Linked DNA regions of Zea mays: all the other regions are linked to region 1. The links are chromatin contacts, called in public Hi-C maps. All regions are on one chromosome and are shown on one strand. Each heading gives the region's core, a stretch centred on a gene start, on an enhancer-like site or on the middle of the called end of the contact. The rest is flanking DNA. Distances are from core to core; before and after follow the strand shown. Region 1 holds the start of LOC100194363 (Histone-lysine N-methyltransferase ATXR3). Region 2 holds the start of LOC100383142 (Zinc finger BED domain-containing protein DAYSLEEPER). Region 3 holds the start of LOC100277035.

Region 1 (4,690 bases), core at 1,159-3,658:
TTTACCTCCAATGATCTCGAGCTCCTGGCCATGCACCAAAATTGATCCATCCATCAGTGCTTCAACCCTATCATCAATGCAGAATTCTTCACTATCTTCTGCAGACGTTTCCTCCATTTGTTTATCCTCAGCTCCTGATGCCAAGTTAGAAGCCTCCTCTAGAGCTTCATCGAGCAAATTTCCTGGGGCTTCTGGTGGGTTGACCAACTGTGTTGAAGTGTCCGAATATAAAGAGGGGAAATCAGATGGCACCAGTGGTGAAGCTGCATTCTCTACAGTCACCCATCGGTTGCTATCAGCATGTTTTATCAGATGGTCAGAAAGAAGATATCCATCTTGCACCAGCTTCTTCAGCTCAGCAAGTTTGGAAGGTCCTTGCTCGATACCGAAGTGATCAAGGTAAAACCACCTCCCTATATCACAAATTGGTTCTGTGGGTTCAGGTACTGCACTAGTGTGAGGTGGGGTGTCACAGATATCCATGTCTTCTATCATATCCTCGGCTAGAACTCCAGGTGGCTCAGGTTCTGGTGATGGAGGCAATGGAGGTGGTACAGCAGGCGGCAGGGGTGGCGGTGGCGGCGGCGGTGGTGGTGGCGGTGGTAGAGGAAGAGGAGGTGGTGGTGGCAGTTCAGTGTACTGACTGCTTTCAGTGTGCTTTTCTTTGGAGATTTTCTCCTCATTCTTCCCATTGCTACCACTCTTGATTTTTGAAGATTGCTTCGCTGATTTGCTTTTGTGATGTGACTTCTCTGAGTTGTTGCTACTTCTGCTCTTCTTGCTTGCTTCATGCGTGTCAGTAGGACGACAACGTTCAGAAGGCGACCTGTCATGACGAAATGGGCTACGGTCTCTGATATCTTCATGCTGGACCCTCCCACGAGGGGAATTATCAACACGACTTGGTGTGTTATCCCTGAATTGGGGCGGACGAGCTCTATGTCGAGGTGAAATATATGGACTGCGGTCTCTGCTATCATAGTGGCGAGTGCGATGTGGGGAACGCTCCAAGCGGCTCGGGCTCCTGTCATACCTGTCATGACGAAAACGGTCATGAGGAAAACGGCCCAAGATGCCTGGGCTCCTCTCGTGCTTATCACGCCGATCCCGTGTTGGTGGCGAGACCTCACGAATTCTCCCAGACAAATGTCTGGCAGCAGATGAACTCTTTCCTTCTCCCTTCCTGCGATGTTTTGATCCTGACTGGTCAGAGGTGTCAGTGTGGTGCTTGTGGTTACTGCTATGAGGCTCTGTTGGCCGGTTCTTCCTTACACTGCCACTGATGCCGCTCTCTGGCTTAATTTCACCAGGTTCTTCATCAGAATCCCGCAAGGAGCCTTTCTGGGCAGACGAACTTGGCCTCCTGCTGTTATCATGGGCCAGTTGGGACTTGGCATCCCGCCTTTTTCCTGGCAGTGCAATCTCCCCTGGCTCCACATCATCCTTGATAGACTTCCTGGTGCTCTTCCCAGAAGACTTTTCCTTCCTCTGCCTCTCTGGCAGCAGCTCTACCTTCTCAACGTCCCCGTTTCTTCTTTCCTTCTTCAATGGCACTGCTTGCTTTGTACTCACAATCTCCCCAGGCTCCACCTCCACAGCAGCTGCGGAGGCTGCCAGCACCTTCCTCCACTTCTTAGGTGGCATGCTCCTCTCGGGCAACCCATTGGTCCCGGCCTCCCCATTAAGCAGCTCCCCCTCCTCCAGGTCAGCAGCTGTCGCCGACTGCTGGTTCTTCCAGTGCTGGTGCTGGTGGCGGTGGCCATGGGCCCTCTCCCCCTTGTCCGGCATCGCTTCTCCCGCTCCTCCTCTCCTCACGAGGGCGCCGGCACGGAAGCTCTCGACTGAGCGGACGGCGCACGCGACTCCCCCATCTCCCATGGAAAACCTAGCAGGATGTCGGGGGCCGTCGTTCGCCACGCTGTGCCCCACGGTGCGCTTCAGAACCCTAGCTCCCCTGGGCTCTCCACGCTCATGTCCGTCGCTGGCACCGCAAAACCCTAATCACAGAGCAACAGTGTTTCAGCCAAGGGCGGAATCAAGAAGCAGCAATGGCAGGGGCGCGAATTGGCGCGGGGAACTGGCTGGATCGAAGCGGCCGCGGATCGGCACGCGTACCTGCGGGGAATTGACGAGTGGCGTCTCAGATCGGGAGATCCGCGGCGGAGAGGGCTCGGTAACCGGCGGCGAGCTCCCACTCCCGCGCCCTGCGCGCGGCCAAGGAAGCTTCCGGGATTGGGGGCTCCACACCTCGCGCGCTCTCGCGTCGTAGCCTTCGCGGGCGCGCTCGCTATCGCCTGGGTTTGTGTGTTGGCTTTTGGGGACTAATGGCTCGTTTGTTCGTAAAGCCTCCTCCGCGACCGCGGCCTCGCTCTTCTGAAGGAAGGGGGGCAAGGAACGAAGACGGACGCACTCTATCCCTCTCCCGGAGGAGAGGAGGTCTCATTTTATCGGGCCCTTACCGACCAACGCTTTTCCACATTGCACCATAGATTTGCGCCGTATTTGCATGTTAGTCCTGGTGTGAGAAAAAACATATCCCGTACATATAAGCGTGGTGCATAGTGTATATATTAAATTATTATTATTCATTTCACCATTAACATCTATGGTTGCTTTGTATATTCTATAAAAAAACATCTTTCAAGCAGAGTAAGGGTAGTAGAGGATAGTGATAGAAGGTGATCATTATAAAATATACATAACAACTAAAGACATTAGATCTATAATAAATAATAATAATTTAATATATCCATCATATACATTAAACTCTCATTGTACCAGATACATTCTCTTGTTTGTTCATGTGGCTAAATCAAATTTTCATCATGTTTTCTCCGTGTGAGATTAAGGAACCTCTCCGAGCTATGGATAAAGTTCCGAGCAAATAAGCGCGTGTACAAAAACATTTAGTGTAGGTTTTTTGGGAGATCTCTACAAAGCTAATTAAAAAAATACAAAATACACTCTTCATAAAAAGTATGTTTGTACATGACTCTTCATATATATTATCCTTCAACTATAATTATATTAAGGATTATATTATATAGTCTCTTTACGAACACAAGGTTGACTTGTTCCTTGTGTTTCGGCTTGATGATGAGTGATTGTCAATGGGTAGCACTCTGGGTAATCAGTGGACTGACCAGAGTGTGAGATTATGCTTGTGCAACCATGTCGGTCGACTTGTGGTGTGCAGGTGTGGAGCACAGGAACGGTGGTCGACGACTGAGGTGAAAGTCATGCGGGCTCGTACTGATGGACCCGGAGCGGTGAAGGGACGAGTGATGGGTCTTGACTGGCGGATCAAAGCAGTCAATTGACCAATCGTGGTGGCTGACACCTGTGACACACACTTATGCGAGGACGTGGTGGAATGGACCATGTTGCCGGTGTGGTCAGGGACTGGCGGGACACGCGTCTGATCGTGGAGGACGTGCACGAAGTGCGGTGCTCACGGCAGGTTTGGTGGTTTGGGCCTCAAACCCACCAGAGTTTGGGCCTCAAAACTCGGCGGTGGCGGTTCCGGAGGGAACTGGCTGCGGCACGCAGCGTGATCGCGGAGGGTGCGTCAAGGCGAAGCAACTCCGTGTGAAGGACGTGGTCGTCGGATCGAAAACCTATGAGTTGGTCCATTTCTCCCTCGGTGGAATGGATAGGCTCTATGTAAATAGGTAGGAGTGGAAACGGATCGAATACGCACAGATACGAATACGAATGTCACAATTTACCATATTTTTTCCGAATTCAGATATAAATTCGAATATATTCGGATACGAATACAAAACGGATAGTCGAATTCGAATTATTATTCGGATATTTACTCAATTCAACCCAAACAGTATACCCTAAAATTTAACAGATGTATATGTGGATTGTTATTTAAGTACAAATTTATAGATAGTCAAAACAAACTTAAATTAAAATAGATTTCTCGTTATCCTCCATATCCAAGTCAACAAAACTATATAAATAATATTTTTAAACTATGGAAGCATGTAACAAAAGATAAACAACAACACGTGATATTTAATAAGTGACATTTGTACAAATACAAGTAAATTAGAATTGATATAAAATAGTAAATGTACCAATAAAAACAAATTTTCCGTTCTAAAACGAATGAATGTCATATATAAATGTGTGCACCAAAACTTAAATGAAAACATGAAGAAATTTATCTTTGTATTGTAAAGTGGAGAGTTATAGTTAATGTTTACGGAACTTCGTTGAGATGTGTTCACTATATAGATAAAGTTAAGAGTTATAATTGAATGTTTATGAAACCTATTAAACTTTAGTATTGAATATCACTAGAAATCTTTACTAGTACTTAAGACTACAACTAGGTAGGTGCCCGTGCGTTGCAACGGCATCCAATCAGATCTATGTTAATCTTTCAATTATTCATACTTGTCACGGAAGTAAAAAATTAGTGTAAAACATAGATATGAAATAACAAACATCAATATGATATGTAAAATATGTGTGACAAAATATCACCGTAACACTAATATTATATTGACAATATAAATATATAATATTATTATAAATACGTCAACTCAAATAAAATAGACTGATGTCGAACAAACATTACAATATCATATATATTATTTCTAAAGAATCAACATAGAATTATAGGAACATATAATATCATGGTAATTTTTATATACGGAGTACAATTCCGACTTTC
Region 2 (4,690 bases), core at 1,415-3,914, 220 kb before region 1:
TATCTGCAGATAATCCAATATTATTAACTTTCTCAAACAACATTTGATAGACACCACAATAAAAATGCTTGAAAAAATGTCAAGAAATTCCACTGAAAGCTGAACTCAACAGAAAACCTCTCAGCAAAAAATGCTAGCAGCATTCTGCACAAACAACCAATAGGTGCAGAAAGGAATGCAAGCCAACACCACACCAATCAAGGAGTCACAGAACCTGGTGTTGAATCAGGGCAGATTTGAGGATTGAAGCGCGCAATCCAACAGTTGTGCGAGCAGCAAAAGTGGGATAAGTAGGGTTAGGTTGGAGCTGGATGGATCTGTGGGTTGGTGGGTATTGGGGGTGAGCTTGCTGGAGCCCGCTCAGTTCATCATCTGGGCTCAAGTGAGCTCTGGAGGGGCTTTTGGCCTCAGGACATAGAGAACCATTTGGTCGTTTGGGATATTTGAAGTTTGCAGTGCTTATTTTCTGGGAAATGGTGGTAGTCGCACTTTCAAAGTTTTCTTTTTGACAAAAAGAAGACATGTTCTTGGAAGAAGATAAAACAAACTACCATGGTTATTAAAGCGGTAAAACGTTAAAACGTTATGAACCCACTTTTTAACTTTTAAACGTTTAAGCAAATGTTGAAACGTCTTTTCAGACTTGACATAGGAATTCAAATATAGAATAAGTTCATACATAAGTTGAGTTCACAAACCAAATAGCATAAAAAGAAACAGATCAAGTTCATACATTAGAGCTTGAATGATTGATTCACTGTTGGGCAATATGGGTGCACAAAATCAGTACTCACCAATATGGTCTGCTGTGGGCGCAGTGCCACAGTTCGTGGAGGCCGAGGGCGGTCTGCTTTGGTCTGCTGGCTGAGGAGAGCAGCGGCTGCCGGCTGGGCTGCTGTGGGCGCCAGAGAGCAGCGGCTGGCTGCATGGCTGAGGAGAGGAGAGGAGAGAGGAGAGGAGAGCGGCGGCTGGCTGTGGCTGAGGAGAGGAGAGCAGAGCGACGGCTGGCTGTGGCTGAGGAGAGGAGAGAGGAGAGCAGAGCGGCGGCTGGCTGAGGGAGTGAGGGCACCGCGTCCGGCGCTGGCCAGTGCCCAGGAAAGTGACCTAGAAAATGCTAAAGGCCCAGGACGGGTAGAACCTCTAAAACGCCCTACAACGCTATCTGGACGCTTAAACGTCGTTTAAACACTCAAAACGGACGTTCTACGCCCTAAACCTAAAACGTTCGGACATTCCAACTTTTAAACACGTTTTCTCGTTTAAACGACGTTTTAATAACAATGCAAACTACAGACCAACACTATGTTTCAAAACGGGGCTAAACTCATGAGAAATCAGATCGATGTATAGATTTTGAAATAAAACGCCACGTCAGCAATTGGCTTATATTCAACTCCATGCAACTCACACCATTCATAGCAATGCAGCAGAACCTGATCAAGAAAAAAACAGAAATACAGATGCCACACTACCAGCGCTGAAACTGAAATAAAACTACAGTTTAACTTCCTGGAGTTTGTCCTTCAGAGTTTAGAGTGAACTATCTTTCACTGAACTTGTAACTTACTGTTTAAACTTATGTAAAAATAGGATCATATATACTCTAGATCGGTAGACACCCTATAGCCGATATGTACATGCAAAATTGTAAAAGACTAAGGCATTGTCGTTTTGCATGGATTGAGGCTACAAACTATCCCAGGTGATCAATGTTAGCACAAGTAAACCTATCATTCCATCTGGAACCGTTCCAGAGTAAAGGAAAACAAGACTAGCAGCACTGGGGCCAATTTTCAAGAGCGTTTGGTTCCCACCTCCTAAAATTTAGTAACTAAAGTTTAGTCACCATTAAGTTGTGTTCAGCAGATCGTGCATATGACCATGTAAAGCATTGTTTTGTACCGTAGACAGCACTGTTTACATAATGAAGTTTGAAATAGAAGGTGGGATAAAAGGCGAGATATTAGAGCTACTGAAGATAGCCTTAGTTCCTAAACTACTAAATAGTATGACTAAATGAGGTCTCCCAGAAATTCTAGGAACTATTTAGATAGTGTTTGGTTCCGGAGGCAGCTGGTATAGAGCGGCTCCATGCCAAGTGGCTCCGTCTAGGAGATTTTACAGAGCCCAAAGATTCAGCATTTAAGCATAATTTTTATTTTTTAAGCAAATCTGTCTTATATGGAACATCCAAACAACAATAATTTAGTAGCGGAACGGGTTCGTCCCATCATACTTCAGAACCAAACCCTACTTTAACTTTAGAAGTATGACTAAAGGAACCAAACGCCCCGTCATCATAACGGAGAAAGAAGAAAACTACAATTGTAAAACAGATCGAGCAAAACGAAAAATGATTCCCCAAAAATACTCACCTAATTACGGGATAAAATACAAGGTATGTGGCACCTAGAATAAGGTGGGGTGGCACATGCGCGACCGCACCACAGGTCCCCGCCGCTAGCGATTCCCGGCGGCCAGGGTGGCGGCGGCGGTGGCTCGAACAAATACGAGTTGGGCGCGTGGTACTTCGGCAGGGAAAGGGGTGAAGCGGAGGATATGATGGGAGAGGGGATCTAGAAGAGGCGCACCTGGATCAACGGACTTCGTTGGAGGAGGTCGCCGGGGAACGACGGCGGCGAGCGGCGGCGTTGTCTTTCTCTTTCTGCGGGAGCTGGGAGCGAACAGCAGAGAGCGACCCGAGGTGCCCAGGGTAACCCAGCCCGACCCGCCCTAACCCGCATTGTGAACCCAACCGCCCCGACCCGCTAGCTATTGAAAGCCATTTCCACTTCCACCCGGTGACCCAGCCCATAGAACTCATTTCAACCCGTTTACGCTGTTCGTTGCATCGCATCGCATCGCAGCAGGCCCAGCAGCACCTGACGGACGAACGGAAGCGTTCTCCGTTTTCTCTCGCCACCGCGCTTCACCGCGCCGTCGCCCTCCCTGGCTGCAAACTGCAAGCGCCGACGCCTCTTTGGCTGGAACCGCAAGCGCCACTGCCTTCCTCCTACCTCGCGGCGCTTCTTCCATGTCCGTGTGGTCTGCGCGCATTGGAGGAGCTTTTGCGTCGTCGTTCTTCCCCATCTGCGACGGTGGAGGGATCCAACTCGACGTCGGACATGCTCGAGTTCAGCATTGTCATCAAGAGCGACAACGATGCGACCGTCGTGGATGAGGAAGACGCCACGCCGTTGCCTCCTCCTCGCCACCGCTACCACCACTAATAGCAGCAGGTCGTGACCCACGAGCACTTGCCCAGCGAGAAATTTGCCATTATGGAAATCATCAGGTGCGGCTTCGACGTTTTGGAGGCGTAGGCGAGAAATTCACTATTATGTAAAACTTGGGACAACCCACACTCCAAAATGGACATGACCACGTCATTACACGGATCGAAACACGATTACTATGGTTGATACTGTTGCTGTCTCCAGCGTCGTGAGCGTCGTCAAGGTGTCTGTTCTCTCCTTCTCAGTGTTTTCTGATCGTCCGATTAATCGCGATTAATCGGCGATTAATCGACTGATCGTCATCACGCATCCGATAAGGAGTACCGACGCGATCAGGGCGATCAGAAACCTGATCGTCCGATTAGTCGACGACTAAGCGCGATTAGTCGTCCGACTAGATCGCGGACGATCAGTTTGGCCTGCTTCGTTACTTCATTTCGGCCCACTCACTGCCACTACAGCCCAGCGCCCCAGCCCACTACAGCAGTACAGCCCAAGCCCACTCAGTCACTCACTGTCACATGAAAGATGAAAGCGAGCAGAGGCCAGGCCACGCACGCAAGCAGCACGGTCGCTCGCCACTCGCCAACTCCCATCGAAACCCTAGACCAGACGCGGGCGACGGCGGCCGGCGGCTGGCGGCGCGCCACCGGCGACCTGCGCCCCCTCCCGACGCATAGCAGCAAGCAGCAGCACTGCAGCAGTTCTCCAGGTGAGGTACACTGTCTTCTTCTCCGCACTCCTAGTCCCAATCGGCCAGTCCCCATGTTCCCACTTCCCACTTCCCAGATCCCAGTCCACACTCCACAGCAGTCATGTACTCATGTACACTTGTACAACACTAAATTTGACTGCTGATTTGCTAGTTAGTTTAGTTTAGAGTTTAGACTTTAGAGACTTTAGACTTTAGACTTAGTTAGTGTCGGGGACCATAATTAGGGGTACCCTCAAGACGCCTAATTCTCAGCTGGTAACCCCCATCAGCATAAAGCTGCAAAGGCCTGATGGGCACGATTAAGTCAGGGATCAGTCCACACGAGTGACTCGATCACGCTTCACCCGAGCCTAGCCTCGGCCGAAGGCAGCCGACCTCGAGAGACTTCCGTCTCGCCCGAGGCCCCCTTTTCATGGCGGACACATCACCGGCTTGCCCAAGGCCTTGGCTTCGCTCAGAAGCAACCTTGACTAAATCACCACACCGACTGACCAAATTGCAGGGGCATTTAACGCAAAGGTGGCCTGACACCTCTATCCTGACACGTGCCCCCGGCAGAGCCGAGGTGACCGCCGTCACTCCACCGCTCCACTGGCCAGTCTGACAGAAGGACAGCGCCGCCTGCGCCACTCCGACTGCAGTGCCACTCGACAGAGTGAGTCTGACAGGCAATTAGGCCTTGCCAAAGGCGCCACGGCGAACTCCGCTCCGCCCGACCCTAGGGCTCGGACTCGGGCTA
Region 3 (4,690 bases), core at 1,062-3,561, 160 kb after region 1:
CAGCCATCTCTGTTGCAGAAAAGCCCTTCTCAGCTGAAGGGCCTGCTCCGGTCTGGGCCTCGGCTGAGTCATTGAACAAGTCCCTGAAAAAGTCGGTTATATTGTGGACCACATCCATCACTTTCTTCTTCGCATTGTCCACGAAATCTGCGAAACTTGCGCCTGAGCCCGTGGGGAGTTCGCTGTTGGATGCATTTTCAGAGGTGGCATCTTCAAACTTCCCAGGCGACTCTGCTGTGGCTGCTTCCTCAGGGAATGTCTGAACTGGAGCTGTGTCATAGCAGAGGACAACGACAATGGTCATACAGGTTGGTAGAAATGATGAATATGAAACGTATGACTTTGTCTAAGTCGCATGAGTACATACTTGTCTGGTGAGTCTTATAAAATTCCATAACCTTCTCATTCTTCAATACTGCATCCCAGACATTTCTATCTGATGCAAGGGAGGCGACAACACTCTAGAGATCAAGAGTCAAAACAAACACTTCCAGTGAGAAACATAACATATGATATCAGAACAAATTAATCTAAGTGATCCATTGCCTTGCGGTTATATATATATATATATATATATATATATATATATATATATATATATATATATATATATATATATATATATATATATATAATCAAGTAAGATAAATTACACACGTATTTAAATTGTTAACTGAGAAGGAAAGACTGCCCACAGAACTCATTAATGCAGACCAAACAGGAGCAACAAACAAACATAATCAAAGGGTTTCTAAGTTTATAATATAGCAGATAGAGTAACACATCAAATCATTGGCAAGGAAATACATTATAATCCTAACAAAACCCAACAAACTAGGTAGCATTGTACAAAGATCAACATATGAGATGGAACAAGTTCCCCCGGAATCTTTTAGGGTTAATGGAAGAGCCTGAATCTTTTAGGAGCCTGGGTAACTCTCATTGTGCACAAATATTTATCAAAAAAGATATAATAGTCCTCTATAATACAAAGGAAAATTTCCTTTGCACTTTGCCAATGAGCCTGGAGGACTGCCCAAGGTCGCCAGGGGGGTGGCTCTACCAGATTGGGTGACAAATACCTGATCTCCCCAAATGAGTAGTGCAGTATGTTTACACAGGCCTTTGCACAAACCTGAGCCTCTGTGCTTGATTTCAGCAATGTAAAAGCTTGAACCACATGTCCAGGCATAGAAGGAATTATGGCATCAGTTGCCAGTTTATTAAACTCTTTATCTTGTTCCTTAACAACCTCAACTGGTGATTCGTTGAAATAAGCCCTGTAACAAAATATTTTGTGAGGATAGGGTGAATTGAACCAAAGGTAAAGCAAAGTATACCACGTGCAGATGCAACAGATTGTAAAGCCATCAGAGGGTTGTTTAGGGCATCAATAGACATGTCTGTATAAGTACATGTGCCTCAGAGCATCACGCTTTCATGCTTGAGTATGTTATATATAGACACACATGGACGAAACATGAAGCTTTCTTAGCATGTACACTAGACTGAATCAAGTGAGCTGAATAGCACACATCGGATCCTCCTGCACAATAAATCTATTGCGTTGTGAGGTCTAGAGCTCTTATCACCAATTGGGCAATCGAATCCCAGCACCTAATATGACCCCATAAAAGGCTAATCAAATGATTCCCAAATCCCATAAAAAAGAACCAATTCAGGGCTTTCAGCCAAACAAGTTAGGATGAATAGATCGTAAAGAAAAGCTCCAGCAGTGCAGCTAACGAAAACAAAAAAATCCCAAACAATTAGTCACCTACAGAAATCTCCCCTTTCCTTTCCATCCAATTCGACAAATTCATAGAGCGGAAGTGCCAAAGGCGCGATCTTTCACCTGCCTATGGCGTCCCTGAGCTCAGTCGTAGCCTCCTCGGCCTCCTCCCTCGACGGCGGCGCGAAGACCAGCCTGGGCTTCGCGGCCGCTGCCGTCGCCTCCCTCTCCGCCACCACAGCCGCCGGGGCAACGTCCCCGCAGTCTGCGAATTCCCAATCGTCCAGCTCCCAGGACGCCGCCCACTGCGCCGCGGCGGGGGGCACCTCGCCACCGGAGGCGGAGACAAGCGGCGCCGCATCGGAACCCGTGGCGGCGGGGGCCGTGGCGAAGGCCGGCGCGGCGTGGCGGAACCGGCCGCCTTTCGCCGCTGCCACCGCCGCGGCGCCCCTGGCGATGCCCACCTTCGCGGCGGTGCGCATGACTCCTCCCCCCATGGTGATGGCGACCTCGCGTTCCTCTCGGTGGCGCCGTTCCCCTTAGCATGTTCCCGACTTCTCCGTCCTATTTGTGTGGGAGAAAAGAAACTGCAGAAGAAACCTTGAAGTTTATCAGTGGCGTAGAAAAGGGTCTTTTGCTGCCATAAGATGATAAGAATGCTGCAATTGGTACAGCTGTGATTATTTTTAGTCTAGACTGGGTGTTTTATGGAAACGCCTGGAGTAAAGATTCCCGTCCCGTGTGAATTGAAAAGTGCGCAGTTGACTTCGACCCTAAGTTATCTAAATAAAGATTATCTAACATAGAAGAATATAACATTCAGCCTCCAACGTCCACAAAAAAGGAAGTATATAGCGGTTTAGATAAAAATATAGCATTTTTTTCCTGTGTCTTAGTGCTTTTTTATCTATTTACACTAAAAATAACTAGCTAATATAGTTAATAATAGTTAATTTTTAACTAGGCAATTTTAAAGCAACTCTAAGAGACTAGTTATATGGTTTTGTAAAGATAAATTTAGCTAATATTAGAAGAAAATAGTATCCAATAGACTTTGTAAATGACTCTCCAAATTTAGTGGCTCTCTATCCCTCCACCTCCGCTCTCTATTTTTGAATAGGCTGCTTCACTCTCCATTCAATCTGTAGATTACCGAGGTTGTTGGATTAACCTACACTTTTTCTGTAAAATCGATTTTAGAGAGTAGTTAAATCAGTAAATTTGACTATCCTTTTTAGCTAATCTTTTAGAGTTGCTCTTAGCACCATGCGTTTAGATCATCTTCTAAGAGCAACTCAAACAGCTTATATATAAATTCTAGTTATATATACAGTTTTATAGATGACTCTTTAAATTAGAAACCTTGGTAAACGGGGGTATCCAACGGACTCTTTAAATAATACCTTATCTCCTCCTCCCGACGGCAGAAGGCGTACGCGGTCCGGGCATTGGAGGCACTACGCCGCCACGCGCCCGTCAGCCTAACTTTTTTGCATTTTAGCCCCTTTAGTGTTTTTTTGCACAACTATACCCTTTGCAGTTTCATTTCAAAAAATAGACCCTTTGCTCGGCGCCATCATCATTGGCGTCGAGGCAACGCATGCTGGCACCACCTTCTTTGGCGCCAGCATTTTCATACGTGGCAGCTGATGTGTCGAGTTCCAGGGGGTCGGCGCCATAGATCTTGGCACCGACCCCCTTGTCGGCGGCGAAAATCCTGTCAGTGGGGTCGGCGCCACAGATCTTGGCGCCGACCCCCTTTATACCAGTCAAACTGGTCCACTCGCCGCCAAACTCCTATTCTCGCCGCCTAAGTCCTCTTCCTGAGCTCGCCGCTGCCACTCCCGACGCCCCCGCCCTCGAGCTTGCCGCCTCCTTCCCCGCGCCTGCCCCCGAGCCCGGCGCCCCCGCGGCCACCGCCCCTGCCTCGTGCCCGCCCGGCGGCCCTTCGCCGCGCCTGGTGACCCTTCGCCGCGCCCGGCGACCCTTCCCCGCGCAGCTCCCCATGCCCCGCGCCGGCCGCCGGCTCCCGCCCCCCCCTCGAGGTCGCCGCGCCCAGCGCCCCTTCCCCGCGCCCAGGTCCCCCTGCCCCGCGCCGGCCGCCGCCCCTGCCCCGCGCCCAGGTCCCCCTGCCCCCCGCGGCCGCCGCCCCTGCCCGCTCCCTCGCAGCCGCCGTTTAGGTAATTTTTAAGCATTTTGTTAGTATTTTTAGTTAATGTGTTAGCATTTTTGTTGGGATTGTTAGTTTTGTTGCTATAAAAAGTTGTTTGTTGAATGTGATTGTCGTGAAAATGAATTTGATAAATGCTAATTTGATCGAATATGATGAATGTGAGTTGAATGTGCGGGTTTTTATATCCTCCCCGCGCAGGGGAGGTGCTGTCAAAATTTATAATTAGTTATTTAGTAGCTAGTTATAAGGTGGTTAGTATTTTAGTGGGTTGTGGTTATATTTATAGTTATGTAGCTAGTAATTAGTGGGTTGTGGTTAGGCAATAACCATCCATAGTTTATATTGAATGTTTAATTCGTGTTTGAAATAGATGGACAATTTTTTGAGCTTATATCATGGAGGCAATGTGGAACAAGATCCGTATGGAAATGCCAAGTTCATTGACATGCGACACGTGCCGGTACTATTCGATGGTAGACCCTCGTTGAGTGATGTGTTTACAAAGGCTAAACAAAAGCTAGGTTACCATGAAGATGATGACATTGCGGTTGACGGAGTGCTTAATATTGGTCATCCACCAAATATCATAAGACGAGTCATCCCAATTGATTGTCAACTGGATTGGGATAATTATGTTACTTCGGCTATGAAGACCCATTTGCAACTCATGCAGGTTGTGGTGCGTCTAGTTGTAGTAGACCGTCCCCCTGAAGACTTTGGTTGTGCTATCGATGACGTGCCAAGTGTTCCTGATGCTCAATATGGCCCCAATTTGATCCCATTAA

What was found. Hi-C and Micro-C count contacts between places; a contact is called where the count stands out from the background.
Region 2: a contact with region 1 is called in a Hi-C map of endosperm, with 2.7 times the contacts expected there. The contact joins the promoter of LOC100383142 here to the promoter of LOC100194363 in region 1. A contact is called at or near these places in 2 of 25 Hi-C or Micro-C datasets (endosperm and tassel).
Region 3: a Hi-C map of leaf shows a contact between it and region 1, with 6 times the contacts expected there. The contact joins the promoter of LOC100277035 here to the promoter of LOC100194363 in region 1. A contact is called at or near these places in 7 of 25 Hi-C or Micro-C datasets (bundle sheath, ear, endosperm and 2 more).

The regions. Positions count from the first base shown.
Region 1 is chr10:58,271,974-58,276,663 of Zm-B73-REFERENCE-NAM-5.0, reverse strand. LOC100194363 (Histone-lysine N-methyltransferase ATXR3) reads right to left here and starts at 2,408. Exons shown (of 21, transcript NM_001359479.1): 1 at 2,116-2,408; 2 at 6-1,997. The coding sequence starts at 1,878.
Region 2 is chr10:58,490,471-58,495,160 of Zm-B73-REFERENCE-NAM-5.0, reverse strand. LOC100383142 (Zinc finger BED domain-containing protein DAYSLEEPER) reads right to left here and starts at 2,664. Exons shown (of 4, transcript NM_001175808.1): 1 at 2,592-2,664; 2 at 1-3. The coding sequence starts at 1.
Region 3 is chr10:58,109,920-58,114,609 of Zm-B73-REFERENCE-NAM-5.0, reverse strand. LOC100277035 reads right to left here and starts at 2,311. Exons shown (of 4, transcript NM_001407170.1): 1 at 1,856-2,311; 2 at 1,136-1,280; 3 at 368-461; 4 at 1-264. The coding sequence starts at 2,229.